Linked DNA regions of Gossypium hirsutum: region 1 is linked to region 2. A link is a contact called in public Hi-C data. All regions are on one chromosome and are shown on one strand. Each heading gives the region's core, a stretch centred on a gene start, on an enhancer-like site or on the middle of the called end of the contact. The rest is flanking DNA. Distances are from core to core; before and after follow the strand shown.

Region 1 (3,914 bases), core at 898-3,397, 460 kb after region 2:
GTCATAGTACCTAGTTTCTTAAAACTTTTAAATGAATTAGGGCATTTATGGTGTTAGAGGTGCAAAGAGCAAAATAAATAATTTCAAACAAGGAAAAAGGACCAACTTACTGAAATAATATACAAAAATTTCATTCCACTGTCTACTAGCACGCTGTTTGAAGATGTGGCAAAAGCCGACACAGCAGACACAAAGTGAGGTGACAGAGGCAAGTTCTCATCAACTTCCATGGAGTCAAAAACAGCCTTTCTAGCCCTCCTAAAATTCAACTCCAGAACTTCCTCAAGATACGGACGCAAGAGCACCAGAAGCAACTTCGAGAGTTTCAACCCTTGTGATTCCAGCAATAAGCAGTAGTTAAGGCTGTCCTGAACACAAATGCTAGCTGCACGTAGTGCAGAAATTGTCTCTGAAGGTGGTGCATTTTCCTTCACCAAACGTACAAAAAATTCAATTTCCCACTCTGCCCACTGAACAACTCTATTGGTATAGACAGGATTGTCGCCAAATATCAAACCAGATTCTCTTGTTGTCAATGAGATCATAGAAAAGACAAGCCTAGACAGTGCGGCAGGAAATGTCTTTGGACAGACAGAACATGAAGGAAGAAAAACCTCAATGTTTTTCTGCAGGCGGGAACCACGAGACTTCAGAAGTAATAATTGTGCTGAAGGACCTTTCCCAAGCTTAATTAAACCAGATAACGCCTTCTTTAGTTCATTAGCACTAACTGCAGGTAGTTCAGCAATCTCAGTAAGCTGATCCTCAAGCATTGCCTTCCTTTCTAGAAATGAAGACTTGTAGGAAGATGATTCAGTTGAAGAATCTCCAGAGAAATTTCTCTCTTCAGCCTCTAAAGCCTCCAGTGCTTCTTCAACTTTATGTTCAGCCAAAAGAACATCGATTTTCTCCAGGAATTTTTTCTTGGGATCATCCATTTCTTCCTGAACATCATCGACCTTAGGGTCTAGTGGTGGGTCATTAGTATCAGCATTTTCCTGGTTCCACTCTTCCAGTTCACGACACACCCCGGTCATTAGATCCTGCACAATAATCCCTTGAGAAGAGATATGCTTTCGTAGCTCAACCAACTCGTGCTCCATTTCAACAACTTCTTCAGACATTCTACAATTACCATTACAATCAAACTTACTCAACCGAAATAAATAAAACAATATTTAGAAACTTTTCAACTTGATTTTCATTTATCATAAAAAGGTAAATAGGAACAGTTTTATTTGACCTCAAGAAAGCCAAGTATTTTGTGCGCCTATTCCCACATAAGTTTTCCACAGCATCTTTCAAATCCAAAAGCTCACAGCAAAGTTTTCTGATCCCCTGCATTACCAAAATGTCCAAAATTACATATAAAGAATATGCGTCAAATCAGGAAATCATGGCTGAAAACAGGTAAATGCATGCATGCTTGTAAAAGGACGAACTAGGGGCAGGAAAAACAAGGGAAAAATAGTTTGTTTTTTTTTCATATTTGTTCCCCATTTTCCCAGAGTTTAATCAATAAAGCATATAAAATAATACAGAGATAAATTATCCATTTTTACTACGCCATCAAATAAATAAGTGATTTTGATATATTCCACTGAGTGCGAAGAATCCCAAGCAATGAAATCCCTGGGAATACCTTTCTTTCTTACTTCTAAGATAGAAAAACAAAGAAAACCAAGCTATAATTTTTCCCTGAAATTTGACTAGAACCCAAATTAAAGTAAAGAAATCCACAGTAAAAGAGAAAGTCGAGGTAGGGAAATGGGGAACAAAGCAGAGGAAAACCGAGAAGTTTGAATCCAAGATCTAAAATGCAAAAACATTTTAACAAAGACTGGGAAACAATCAAACAAAAAGAAGACCTTTTCAGTATGGGATTGGTGAACAGAATCAATCTTGGACTGGGGAGTGATGCTCTCAATGGAAGGGAAGTCATCATCTTCTTCACTGCTCTCCATCATTCAATCAAAGAGTAAAACAGATACTGTGAATTATTGGTTTTAATGAGAGAGTTTGAGAAGTAGCATCATATCGTTTATCGCGAGGAGGGAGGGCTGACTAAGGACCAAACTGCAAAAAGCAACATGTTAATATGCTGTTGCCTTTTGCTGCCACTTTCCAACATGTTTAGTCTTTAATCTCTTTACTTTTCTATCTATATTTTATTTATATCGGATATCAAATTAACTTTTATTCTTTGAAAATAATATACATTAACAAAGGTAAATTAGCTCTGTAGTCAGACAGCCGTCTTAGCTCAGCCGGTAGAGCGCGTGGCTTTTAACCACGTGGTCGTGGGTTCGATTCCCACAGACGGCGAAAATCTCATACTTCCTATAATTTTTCAGTTTTCCTTTACTCCATCATCATCACTGCTTGTCCTTTATTTCTTTTTTGACCACTCGATTAATTAATTACTATTGTATTTTGATTCATTTCGGTTAAATACAATTAAAATTGACTTGTCAATTAAAAATTAATATAATAATAAATTTAGTCTTTCATATTTTTATATTTTATATTGATTTAATCATATTTTAAAAAATAATAATCCTCAACCCTTCTTCATCTTTCCTCTGTTGCCATTGCTCCTCTTTCCTTTCTCTACCGTTGTATGCTTGGACTGTTACCGCCTATCAGTAACTTTTACGAGTCTATCAACAGCATTTGAGCTCACGAAGAAGGCATACGGTCGAAACTAGAGGTGATCATGGGTCGGGCCGGGCCAAGATAAAATTTTAGGCCCGGGCCCGGCCTGGCCCAAAATATGGGCCTAAAATTTTGTCCAAGTCCTACCCGAAATAAAATTACTAAGCCCGAGCCCGGCTCGGCCCGGCCCATATTAATTTTTTTTCTTATTTTATTAAATAAAAAAATTTAAAAATATAATAAATCAAATATATTTAAAAACATAAAAACAAATATTAAAACAAATAAAAATAATACTAAAACAATTCTTAAAACAATACATAAATTAACAATATAATAAAAAATAGTTATATTAAAAATTTAAAATAATTTTAAAAAATAAAAAAATATATATATTAATCCGGGCCTCGTTTTTTTGCCCAAGCCCATTTTTCGGACCTATATTTTTACCCAAACCCTCCCATTTTTTAAGCGGGCCTTCGGGCTGGACCGGACCGCCCGGCCCATGATCAGCTCTAGTCGAAACATACACCATATAAAAACACATGTTTCTTTCTTAATGATTAGAGAGAAGAATTAGAAGCCTCAGTGGTCTACTGTTTCCCTGATTTTGATGCATTTCAGAAGAATAAAAAATAAATTAAATAAAAATGGCAGAAAAAATATAGATTGAGAGTTGATATATGCTTTTGCTAAGCCAGACTATCATACCCTTCTCATCTGCATTTTAGGTTCTTTTCTATTTTCGCCTTCTTGTATTTTTTTCAGCTTTTTTATTTTTTCTTTTTTTGATCAATTGGCATTTTTTAGCTTCGGGAGTTAAAATGATTGGATCTTTATTTGAAGCTAGTTTGATTTTCAAGGAAGGAGAAGAGAGATGAAGTTGATTTTTTTTTAAATTATAACTAAATTAATAAAAATATGTAAAAGTTGAGAGTTAAATTTATTATTATACTAATTTTTTAATTGTTATATCACCTCCCATAAAATACTTATCGTCACTTTAATGAAAAAAATCTCAATTAATTATGTAATCAATTTAAAATTATTTATAATTTGATCAGAAAAAAATGGACCATTGTTATAGTTTACCCTATTGGTTTTCATGTTCAGTATAAGACCAGAAACTTGGATTCATAATAAACAAATTAGTTATTAATCATAAATTTAGAAACATGTAATATTATTAAAAATAAATTATATATTTTATCAAAAAAATCTATAGTTAAAAAATATAATTTAAATTATATAAAAATTCA
Region 2 (3,591 bases), core at 750-3,249:
TTTGATTTGGGGAAAATTTAAGGTTGGGGGAATTTTTAGGGGAAAAATTAAGTTTGTTCGGGTATCTGGGTTGGGGATAAAATTGCGGCGTTTTACCGAAAACTCCACTAAAAAAAGTAAATAAAACGACACCATTTTGATTAGAACAAAATAATTTTTGCGGCATTTTTGAAACGCTGCTAATACCTCTAAAATTTGGAATTATTTAATATATAAATTAAAAACAATATAAATTAAAAAAAATCAGTCATATACTCAAAAAATTTTAAAATTATTTTAAATAATAGTATTTTGATTTTTTTCATTTAAATAAATAATTTTTTAAAATTTAAGTAATATTTAAAATAATTAGATAAAATTGAAATCTTGAAAATTATTTAAAATTTGAAATCTTTAGAATTTAAAATTATTTAATATATAATTAAAAAACAATCAGTCATATACACAAAAAACTTTAAAATTATTTTAAATAATAATATTTCAATTTTTTTCATTTTTAACATATATTTTTCTATGTTTTTACTCTCAAATTTTTTCAACGTGTCATTATTTTTTTGAAGAATTTAAGTATTCAATTAAAAATAAATTATTTTTTAATTAATATAAATAAACCAATTAAATAATAAATAGATAGATAAAATGTTTTTTGTGGCGTTTTTGATAAAGTGCCACTAAAGCTCGATCTATAGCTGCGTTTTTCAAAAAGCGCCGCTAGTGACACTAAAGCTCAACATAAAACGATGTGGTTTTGTTTAATTTTTTGCGGTGTTTTTCAAAAAGCGTCGCTAATACTCGATCTATAGCGGCGTTTTTTAAAAAGCGCTGCTAATGCCACTAAAGCTCAAACACGGTGTTGTGCTTAAATTTTTTGCGGAGTTTTTTGAAAAGCGCCGCTAATGGTCTACCTATAGTAGCACTTTTAAAAAAGCGCCGCTAATACTAGATCTATAGTGGCATTTTTTATAGCGACGTTTTTCAAAAAACACTGCTAGTTCTCAATCTATAAGGTTTTTTTTATCCAAAAACCGCTAAAAACCTGTTTTACTATAGGGTAATTATATGTATGTGTACATTATGAACATGATTAATAAGATATTCCTATGACTGAGTTTAGCTAAAATTTTAATATATAAAATATGAATTAATATATTATAGTATAAAGATATATATTATAATATAAATATAATAATTGTATATTATTATATCATGTAATGCTATATCGTATTTTAAAATTTAATGAAAAATTATAATATGCCTATACATGAAATTTATGATTATACTATTGAAAAAAATTTATTTGAATTTTGTATATTTGAATTAATGGTAATTTTGCATATTTATTATTATATATGATGATTATATTTTAAAAAATATAATTCATAACTAGAGTTTTTCTAAATTCATAATTTAACATAAAATTAATTATTAATTACTTTTATTGTTAATAAATCATTATTATATAATTATATTAATGTGCTTTTTGCTTTTTAGGTATAAATTTGAGGGTTATATTTTCAAATTTTAGATTAGTTTTATCTTCGGCCTTAACTAAATAGGTTAAAAGTTTGGGTGTTTTAAGTTTGAATCTTATTCAACTCATGTTTTCTTGAATTCTAAATATTTTAAAGCTTCAAAATTTTTTTTTTTGGATACTTTTATAATTTATGTTTAGGGTTTAGGATTGTCCTTCCCAATAATATCATTTTTAAGGCTATTGAAAATACGATGTATCTTACCACTACATTCAATACTTAATCCCTCAAAATTGTACTTTTTAAGTTGATATAGATTTGATCAAACTTAATATCAAATTGGCTCTAGCCAGCCTTCAAACTCAAGCCTATTTTATTATCTCTTGGTTAAAATAAAAAGGAAAAGAAAAAGGGCTTTCAAAGGAATGCCAATATAATCTCGACTCTCGAATTGCAATTTTCTTGGGCCTAGCCCATGTTAAATCATTTTCAATTAGGGGTAAACTTGTAACTTGCGCATGTTTCATGGAGATAGGCTGACAAAAATATGAAAAATAAGTAAACTGCATGGAGCTGAAGGGCAGGTAGGATTGCCCAATTCAAACAATTTTTTTTTCTTTTTTTAGACGAGAATGGATTCGCTTGATACGCTTGGTTCTTCTAGTAAGATGGTACGTTTTCATTTGGCTTAAATTTTTTTCAATTTTAACTGGTAATATTAATCTGAAAACTTACTCCCATTGGCAGAATGCCACAAAGAAGAAAGAACCCCAATTTATTTTCCTACTTTATCTGGCTGGATTATAAATCATACTACTTTATTTATTATTATTTTTTTTTGTATTCAAGGTATTTGAATGATTTGTTTTCTGATACCAAGTTAGTCTATCTTGAGTATGATTAAAAAATTTATTTTATGCTAGAATCTGAGGATTTCATGGTGACTTGTAAAAATTTACTTGTTAAATTGTCTATTGCTTTACACACTATTGATGTTCTAGATGCTAAGGAGAGTTTTAGCGTGGTTGGAGGAACTTTTTGTGATATGGGAGATTTGAATAGCCATGTCTGGTACATAATCCTTAGGCTACACAATAACAGAGAGATTCCTTTGTTGTGTAATAAATCCTTCAGCTACACAATTTGCTAAGCTTTAAAAAACCGATTTTTTTTGTCCTTCATATTACAATGAAAAACGTTTTTCTGTGGTTCTCAAGCAAAATAAAGTCAAATTTGCTTGAGATGGACATAAACATCCCTGTCACTGAGCCCTTTGTTTGAGACTATGGTGTATGTTCTTACTCCTGCATAACTCGTTCAAAATCTTCTTTCCTTGTTTCCTTAGTTTTTATTCATTTCTTTTTCATTTCTTCTTATTCCTAGTCAATAGCAAGCATATGAAGTTTGGTGGCAATAGCTCTCTGTCTTTTGACACAATCCATAAGATAATCCAATATACTGATGCCCTATGACAATTGTGTACCTTGGGAGCAGACAGAGGAATCAGATAACATAAACAATGTAATGGATGAGCTCTATCGAGAAGCAGGAATCACATTGTTGGAAGAACCAGATTCCAGTATGGAGCTTATGGATACGCACAGCGAGGATGAAGATCACATTAGAAAGATAAAGGAATTTCAGGATTACCTTCAAAAGGTATATATATACTTATTCCCACTTACCCCTTCTGTTTTTCATCTTTTAAAAGTTTTGGCATGTGAAAATTCTGTTAGTTCTTGGATTGTGTTTTGTTGGTAATTGTGTGGCTAGCAAACATGGATTCCTTTTATTGACGGGCAGAAAGAAGATTAGTGTAGCAGTATCCACGTTGATTAGATTACTGCCTTCTTTAGTTCAGATATGAACATTTTCAGCTTGGAAATATGTTTACTATAATGTTTTGAGTTTTGAACCCCTTGCTGATTCATGCTCTTTGAACTCAACCGGTACATTTCTGTTCATTGAGAAGGCTTAATTTCTTGTATCTTTCACAGTCCGTATTTTATATCAAAATTTGACTGCAATGATCTGGTTTTCTCAGGATGGGCATTATGTATGTATATTTTTAATATTGGGGCATATCTAGTTTTGCTTCTTGTGAAACAAATTGTGTAAA

What was found. Hi-C and Micro-C count contacts between places; a contact is called where the count stands out from the background.
Region 1: a Hi-C map of leaf shows a contact between it and region 2, with 2.6 times the contacts expected there. The contact joins the promoter of LOC107961856 here to the promoter of LOC107963395 in region 2. A contact is called at or near these places in 3 of 34 Hi-C or Micro-C datasets (callus and leaf).

Annotation. Positions count from the first base shown.
Region 1 is chrA06:111,622,298-111,626,211 of Gossypium_hirsutum_v2.1, forward strand. LOC107961856 (exocyst complex component EXO84C) reads right to left here and starts at 2,148. Exons shown (of 7, transcript XM_016898019.2): 1 at 1,869-2,148; 2 at 1,244-1,338; 3 at 111-1,125. The coding sequence starts at 1,967. It overlaps TRNAK-UUU (transfer RNA lysine (anticodon UUU)), which reads left to right and starts at 2,253; the gene lies at 2,253-2,325.
Region 2 is chrA06:111,160,439-111,164,029 of Gossypium_hirsutum_v2.1, forward strand. LOC107963395 (pyrophosphate--fructose 6-phosphate 1-phosphotransferase subunit alpha) reads left to right here and starts at 2,000. Exons shown (of 3, transcript XM_016899930.2): 1 at 2,000-2,143; 2 at 2,967-3,131. The coding sequence starts at 2,105. It overlaps LOC107961817 (rRNA-processing protein FCF1 homolog), which reads right to left and starts at 84. Exons shown (of 6, transcript XM_016897980.2): 1 at 1-84.